Regions from separate parts of the Sus scrofa genome. Here region 2 is linked to region 1. A link is a contact called in public Hi-C data. All regions are on one chromosome and are shown on one strand. The core of a region is the stretch at or near the end of the contact, and the rest is flanking DNA. Distances in the headings are between cores, read along the strand shown. Region 1 overlaps ITPKB (inositol-trisphosphate 3-kinase B). Region 2 overlaps ITPKB (inositol-trisphosphate 3-kinase B).

Evidence for each region. Hi-C and Micro-C count contacts between places; a contact is called where the count stands out from the background.
Region 2: a Hi-C map of retroperitoneal adipose tissue shows a contact between it and region 1, with 1.6 times the contacts expected there. The contact joins two enhancer-like sites. A contact is called at or near these places in 1 of 5 promoter capture datasets (liver), 13 of 47 Hi-C or Micro-C datasets (alveolar macrophages, blood, embryonic fibroblasts and 6 more) and 2 of 2 datasets of contacts at active chromatin or transcription factors (alveolar macrophages and skeletal muscle).

What each region holds. Positions count from the first base shown.
Region 1 is chr10:14,379,267-14,383,148 of Sscrofa11.1, reverse strand. The region is part of intron 3 of ITPKB (inositol-trisphosphate 3-kinase B); the gene reads left to right. Among named protein-coding and RNA genes, the nearest start is that of STUM, 86 kb to the right of the region's middle. Within about 2 kb of position 1,983, at least 38 of the 83 cell types and tissues checked have an H3K27ac peak or open chromatin away from gene starts, as enhancers often do. A contact at or near this core is called in alveolar macrophages, epiblast stem cells, retroperitoneal adipose tissue and 1 more, where this site is marked.
Region 2 is chr10:14,430,391-14,434,272 of Sscrofa11.1, reverse strand. All of the region lies in intron 3 of ITPKB (inositol-trisphosphate 3-kinase B), which reads left to right. Among named protein-coding and RNA genes, the nearest start is that of ITPKB, 37 kb to the left of the region's middle. Within about 2 kb of position 2,037, at least 69 of the 83 cell types and tissues checked have an H3K27ac peak or open chromatin away from gene starts, as enhancers often do. A contact at or near this core is called in alveolar macrophages, epiblast stem cells, retroperitoneal adipose tissue and 1 more, where this site is marked.

The DNA of each region.
Region 1 (3,882 bases), core at 734-3,233:
TGCAGGGGCTGTGCGCAGAGCCCACACCAGCCTGGAAACTTCAGCTTGCTGCCGGAGGCTCTGCCTAGGTGCCTGATGGGCGACATTGGATGTGGTCTCCCACCTCCTGCTGTGTGGGGCTTGGCTCAGCCTGAAGGCCCAGCTGACTGTGGCAGCTTCTCAGAGACCCCCGGCAAGGGTTTGCTGAGCGCCTGGTGAGGCCAGGGGCTGGGGATCCTGGCTCTCAGAAGGGTTATACTTGCCCAGATGAGAGCTGGCTTGCAGGCATGCCCAAGGCTCAGGGGGCACAGCTCCAGCCGAGGAGGGCTTTCTTGGGACAGCGATATCTGAGATGCCGAGGGGCCAGCTGAGTCCTTTGCCTCTGCACCCGTTCTTGTGTGAAGATCCCTGGTGGCAGAAAGTGTCACCCTTACAGTGTCAGAGGGTGGGCAGGGAGGAATATGGAGCTAAGGGTTGCCAGCAAAATGTCAAAGCCCTTCGGGTGAATTGCAGATGCTCCCGGGGTGGATGGGGAAGGGGCCTGCTGACCATCCTACAGGGTCTGAGGCTGTCCCCCAGCAAAGGAGCAGCTGTTCCCCCAGCACTACCCTTTCTTCCTCCGCCCACCCCAAATTACATGGAGAAACACAACATTGTTTTGGAGGGGCAGGTGGGGGCTATAAAGAAGACAGGAAGCAGACCCCACAGGGCATGGTGGGCTGAGTGGAGGAGAAGGTGCTGGCCCTGGGCAGCTGGCCCTCCTGTGGGGAAGCTGGCGGTGCCCCTCCGCCCTTTGCCTGAGGGTGACCGTCACAGCCCCTCCTGTACTTTTAGGGCTGCTGTTGCTGTAAAGCCCCCCAAGGAGAGCCCCAGGCCCCTGAGGCCTCAAGCCTGTGGTCATCAGCGGAGAGGGAGCAGGTCAGGACCCACAGAGCCCTGCCGGCCCAGGGTCACCTGCCACCACCAAACAGTGGAGCTGTTTTCTACGCCAGGGGGCAAGGCCAGCTTCCTGGGTGGGAGAACCGCTTAGTCAGCGAGGGGTGCGCGCTTTGCGACCTCACCCCAGTGCTCTTAACCGAGTTTGGAGCAAGAGGTGCACATTTTTATTTTGCACTGAGCCCGGTGTATCATGCAGCCGATCCTGACGGTAGTTAAAGCGACCCGTGAGTGCAGTGGCTAGAGGCCTTCTTATCCCCCAGCCTTGGCGCTGGTCTCTGCTTCCCCACCTTCCTCCTCCTCGTCTTCGTCATCATCTCCGCCAGTCCTTTCTGCCTGTTTGATGGGAGACAAAGGCCTGGCTCTGAGATCATCCCACTTAGCCCCTTATTTGTCTAAGGCTGTGTTCCCTGCAGCCTGAATACTGTCAGACCAATGACTGGCTGAGCCAGCAGGAGGGTGGCGTTTACCCAGGAGCCATTAGCATCACAGGGAGGCTTGGAGTCTGGTTTAGATAAACACAGAACATTGGAGACTTCCTCTCTTGGGCCCAGCCCGGGCCCGGCAGCCCCGCTGGCCAAGGGATCGTTTCCACGCTGGGCTCCCAAGGGTGACTCGGAGCCCAGGCCAGGGGGGTGAACGGCTGCGCTCCTCGCCAGGGCTGCCCCACGCTGCCAAGATGCCACCTGCCGAGGGGAGGGTCGCCCTACGTTGCTGCTGGCCTCTGGGGAGCAGGATCCCCTCTGCTGTGAGGCCAAAAGTTGGGCAGAGAAGGGGAGGAAAAAGGGAGCTGGGTTGTGTGAGGGCCTGAGCCTCACAAAGGCGCCGGTCACCCCGCAGGCTGTACCGGCCCGTGAAGTCTGAGCCGCCGGGGAGACTGGCTGCCTGTGGCTGGAGAGGCTCAGCTGGTGTTTGCCAGGTTCTGAAAGTCCCTTTCCTGGGGCTTTCTGTCACCTCAAGAGGGTTGGGATTTATTTGCTGCTAGTTTTGTTTTGTTTTCTCCTACTACAAATCTCTCTCCACATTCTCTGAATATTTTTGCTCCTGTCAAGTCAGGTACAAAGGGAGGTACCTGCCCAGACCAGCCTCAGGGCACCAGGCACCTCCAGCCACGCTGAGTCTTAAAGGGCCAACCCCCACCCGCCAGCTCTGGCTGTTTTCTGATCCTTCTAAACTTCTCCTAGTGGATGAGGGTCCAGCCTTTTCCTGCGCAGCCAGTGTGGATGACAAGACCCCCATCTTCTACAGAGCAAGGTCAGAGCTGTAACAAACGCCAGCGGAAGGCCCGGCCCTGCTCTCAGGTAGAAAACAGCGCAAGCAGAACTAGTGTGTGTTTAGGCCAGCAGGGCAGTCATCAGCCGTCAGCCGAGGCGTTGCTGGAGAAACCTCACTTCTGGGCAGTGGTCAGCCTACCCCAGCACAGGATCAAGGTGAAAGCTGGATGTCTCCAGCCCACCCTGGGGTCCCTGCCCTGCTCCATAGGTCATCAGCTCTGGAGGGGCGTTCCTTTCCCCTGAAGGGCTCCCAAGTACATCCCAAGTGCAGAATTCCAACCATGGTCTGGGAGCGTTGAGCTGGTCTGATCTGACTCATGGGAGATCCTTGGGGCCCCAGCCAAGCTGCGAGTGGCACCTGCCCAGCCCTGGAATGAGACATACCTGGGGCTTGGGTGGCTGGCTGCGGGAGCATCTCATGAATGCTCTGGAACCCTCTGCTAAAGAAGCAGCCAGAAGACACCCACCCCCCGCCCCCAAGCAGAGTGGCCTGTGAGCCTAGCAGGGGAACTACCTAGAAGAAATCTTTTTTTTTTTTTTTTTTTTTTTTTTGTATTTTTAGGGCAGATGAAAGTTCCCAGGCTAGGGGTCAAATTGGAGCTGCAGCTGCCCACCTATACCACAGCCCCAGCGACACTGCATCCTTAACCCACTGAGTAAGGCCAGGGATCGAACCCGCATCTTCATGGATCTTAAGTTCATCACCACTGAGCCCCGATGGTAATTCCTAGAAGAAATCCTTGTCCTTCCTGCCCAATCTGCTGTCCCTGTCACCCCGCCCAGCGTGCTCCAGGCTGGAAGGGGCCCTGCTTGTTGATAGGCATGGCAGTTGGTGAATGGGTTTGAGGTTCCCCTAGACGCTGGCACCTGCTGGTGGGGAGGAGCATGACACAACTTCGGGGAAGCAGCTCAACATGTGAGAGTCTTCATCTTGCAGAGGGAATACTCCTACCTATCAGGTTGTTTGAAGATGAGGAAGGAGGCCGTAGAGCACCTGGTCCAGCTCCTGTCCCACAGTGAGACCCCAGCAGTGATGAGAATGCAGACACCAGGCCGGTGCTGGGGAGGCCGTCAGGGGTGGCATCTTGGGGGCGTTCCAGGAAGGGTCAGCAAAGCGTGTACAGATGCCCTGCTGATTGGGAGGCAATGAAAGAATGGGCCTGTGAGGTCAGTAGGCAGCCCGCGCTGCCCGAGGGAGGGACCGGGTGGCCGGGCCCTGCCACATTCAAGGCACTTGAGGGCTGTGCCTGTGCGTTTGACAAAGCTGGGCTTGAGAAGCCAGAGATCCGGGGCTGTGGCTGCTGTCAGAGACATGACTAGGTCATTGGGAACCTCCCAGGAGAGAAGAGGTGAGGCCGGAGCCCTGAGTGAGCCATCTTCCGGGTGATCAGGCTGCCCTCCTTTCTTGCCTCGGTCGCCTGGCGTAGGTTGGGGGAGAGGCCTGGCATCCATTTCTGAGGACTGTGGCTTCCTCTGCCGAGGGGCTTGGAGAGAGGCTGGAACCCACCGCCTGGAAAGCGGCTTCTGCCGCAGGAGGTGCTCCTGCAGGGGTGCGGCAGTCTCCTGGGCCTCATAAGAAAACCAGTTCTCTGTAATCGCCTGCTGCCCTCCCCTTTCCCTCTGCTCCTGGGGGCCAGGCCAGGGCAGGGGGTTGGGGGGGGGACACACAGCGGTCACCCTGCAGCCTTTTTCC
Region 2 (3,882 bases), core at 788-3,287, 51 kb before region 1:
TCATCCCAGCTCAAAACTTCAAATGAAGCTGTGCAAAGTCACAGGTTTTCCTGTATCGGCTGCAGAGGCAAAAGCATCTTCCTGACTGGGCATTGCATTGTTGAACGTCCATCACTTACTGTTTAAGTAGCCAGTGATCCCTGAAAAACGCCTGGCTGTAAAGTTGCCAAAACGATGCACTGCTTTGTTTCAAGCCACTGTAAACTTTCTTTCCCCATGTCATTTTTATCTCCAATGCTTTTGTCAAGGTTCTTCTGTTTGTTTCTCCAGAGTGAGAAAATGTTGCATTCCCTGGTAAATCTCCCAGAAAGACACTCTTCATTGTTGCCTGCTCAATGCACTTCTTTCTAACGACTCAGGAAAGAACCTAGACCGGTGTTTCTCCAGTCTCATACATTTTCATCAGCACGCACAAGACTGACACAGGAAATTCTCACACCTTGGACCAGTTATGCTGGCTATTGGGAGGCGGGATGGGGTGGCTAGCCTAAATTATGTAACATTTTTTAAAAAGATAAGTTGTTTTATTACTTTTTGGTCATGCACAATGACATCGGGGATCTAATTTAATAATAGGGATTTCCCATTGTGGCGCAGAGGAAATGAATCCGACTAGTATCCATGAGGATGCAGGTTCTATCCCTGGCCTCACTCAGTGGGTTAAGGATCCAGTGTTGCCATGAGCTGTGGTGTAGGTCGCAGACGCAGCTTGGATTCCACATGGCTGTCTGTGAGGTAGGCCAGCAGCAGCAGCTCCGGTTGGACCCCTAGCCTGGGAACTTCCATAGGCCTCCCGTGCGGGTGCGGCCATAAAAAAAAGCAAAAAAAAAAAAAAAAAATGTAATAGTAATTTGTAACATGTTCTAAGACATGCTAAAAAGATTCTTCTGAACTGCTGGTACTTAGTGTTTATTCTACTCTAAACGCTTAATTTAGCAGTGTCTGCTTTTCATACTCCAGAGCATATTGAATTCAGGCTAAGAATTATCCAAAGTTCTCTGGGCTCTGAACAAATAGGATCAGAGCCTAACCCTCTTAGTGCTTGAGGTCTAGGGAAATACAAGCGTATGTCTGCCGGTTTGGGTTGCAGAATGCTCAGAGATCCTTCACAAGCTGTCTGTGGAGTTGGGCACATGTTTTCTGTAGAACTGAAGGATTTTGATTGTTTCTGCATGTGGGGTGTCGTTGGCTATCAGCCCTTGCACAAAGTTAACTAATGGGGAGACCAAAAGTTGTTGTTGTTGGCGGGGGGGAGGGGTGTCAGAGGGGCGGGGGAAGACAGAAGAGCTGATAATTCAGTCTATGCGGAATGCAGTATACTTGGCGCTATGAAAAACAGGGGCTGCTCAACGAACCAGTAGCATAAATATTAACGGTACAAGCACTTCAGAAAAGTGTTTCTGCCGTGCCCTAAAAACCGATTACAAACTGTTGCTAATTCAATAAATTAGGTCAGCAGATCCACACGTTCTCTTTCGGTTCTCACAAAATTCCTCCAGAAGAGCTACACTACCCATTTTACAAATGCGGAAACCGAGACTTTGATAGATTCTCCTAAGGTCATGGAGCTGGCAAGGAGTGGCGCTGGGATTCCTCCAAAATGGGGTGCAACGGCGCCCCCGGATCTTTCCTTCCTCCTTGGTACTAAGCAAAGGCAGAGAGCATCCCCAACCCCCTCAACCTAGTCGCCGCGGGCCCGCCCCTCCCGGTCACGTGATCGCCGCGGGCGCGCGCCCCGCCGCCGAGCATGCCGGGAGGCGGCGTCCCATCCCTGGCCGCGGGCTTCCGCGCGTGGGCGTGGGGCGTGGGGCGTGGGGCGTGGGCGTGGGCGTGGGGCGTGGGGCGGGGCGCGCGGGGGGCGTCCGCGCCGCGGGGTTGGGACCCGGTACCCCGAGAAACGGCGGGGCGGCCGAGCTCTTCCGAGAGCCGGCTCTCCTCTGACTTCCCCGGCGCGGCGCCCCGGGCGGGAGCGGAGGGCGGAAAGCCCGCCGCCCCGTTGGTTAAGTGTAAACAGCTCGAGTGAGAAATGATGTCAGGCCGGGTCCCCTGGGGGCCCCGTGCAGGCTTCGCTGGTTTCACGGGAAGCTCAGGCCTTCACACCCAGGGGTGCTAGCCCTCGCTTTTTCTCACGCTTGGGCGATAGGACTTTAGGGCCGGTCTCCTTTTTCTAGCCATATTTGCACCGTTTTCCCCTTCACCTACTCAGACGTTCCCATTTTCTTCATAATCACTTTCTCCTACTTAAACATACACACTTAGCCCTTGGCAGGCGAAGTGGAATCTCGGGTCCTCGTTAGACCTCAGTGTTTAAGCTGCTGAAACCCAGGGCACATTTTGGTTTAGATATTTTACTGTTGTGAAAATAAACCACCTCCTGCAGTTACCCAGCTTAGATTTTTCCTGGACGGGGTGAATGTCGATTATCTACTGGAGGGAGAAAAATGTTCAATTAGAAATTCTTCCAATGCCTAGTTTTTTGAGATTGGAAGGAGCTGAGCAAGGAACAGTTATATAGATAAGTACCCAAAAACACTAGGGGCTAAAGAAATGGCTATTTCAGTGCAATGGCTGTTGCTTCTGATGATGGACTGTCCTTAAATTTGCTTTCTGGTTCTTAGCACGGGACCCTGGGTTTCCCTGGCTCCAGGTTTTCCGTTCTTACTCCACTCTAGTCTTAGAGAGGTCTGGGCTGATGAAGTGGGAAGGGGCCGTGTTCATGGATCTGCATTACCAGCTGCCCAGGAGTTGTTCCATGGGGTTTTTTTATAGGCAAATGATTTGAATTACGTCTATACTTCTTTTTTTTTTTTTTGGGGGTCTTTTGTCCTTTTAGGGCCCCGCCTGCAGCATAAATGACGTCTATACTCTTAACTGTGCAAGTGTAGTCCCTCAGCTCCTCTCTCTCCAGGCATAATGCCGTTGTTTTCTGCCTTTTGATTTTTTTATTTTAGTTTTTTTATATTTATTTTTTGTTTCCTGCCTTTTAAACAGAGGTACAGTGAGGTCCTAGGAAGAGCTTAGGCTGCCTGGCAGAAGGTATTTCTTTCTCGGCACCTCTCCATCATGCGATAGGGGAGGAGGGGAAGCCTCAGGTTGGAAAGGGTTGCCCTGCTCAGCAAATATCTGGTGCTGTTTTCTTGTCTCTTTCCGTTCTCTGGTATTTTCTCTGGTCTTAGGCAAGCGTTTCCTGCCTTTTCTGACCCTCTGTGTGTGTTTGTGTGCATGGGTGTTCGAGGAGGAAGGGGGAGGAAGATGTCTGATAAGGGAGCATTTGGTGAGCAGGAAATGGCTATTTGGTACTGGTTGTTCTGGGGAATTGGGGGGGTGTTTATGGCCCTGATGCTGAGAGGTCAGGGAGAAGGATTCGGTTCAGGACAAAGGAGTCTTCCTTGGCATCACACCCAGGGGCGTTAGTGCCTGCCCCCTCAGTGTGCTCTCTTCAGGCCCGCTCACCAGTGGAAAGACTCCCCCCTTCTCCCACTCCCTGCCATGCTGACACTTTCCTGAGCAGGTCACCATACATCTGTGTGGATATGAGGTCCTCAGAGAAAACTGGGAAAGTCAAATTTTTCAGTAAGGCTGCTGCTGGAAGATCCTAGAGCCTTCAGATCTTTAAGGGAAGTCTGTTGAGATTGTACTTTTTTTGTTCTGTAGAAATGACACTTCATGGAGTGCCTGTGGCTCAGTGGATGATGAACCCAACTAGTATCTATGAGGTTGTGGGTTTGGTCCCTGGTCTCGCACCGTGGGTTAAGGATCCCACATTGCCATGAGCTGCAGTGTAGATGGCAGATGTTCTTTGGATCCTGAGTTGCTGTGGTTGTGACATAGGCTGGCAGGTGCAGCTCTGATTTGACCCTTAGCCTGGGAACTTCCATATGT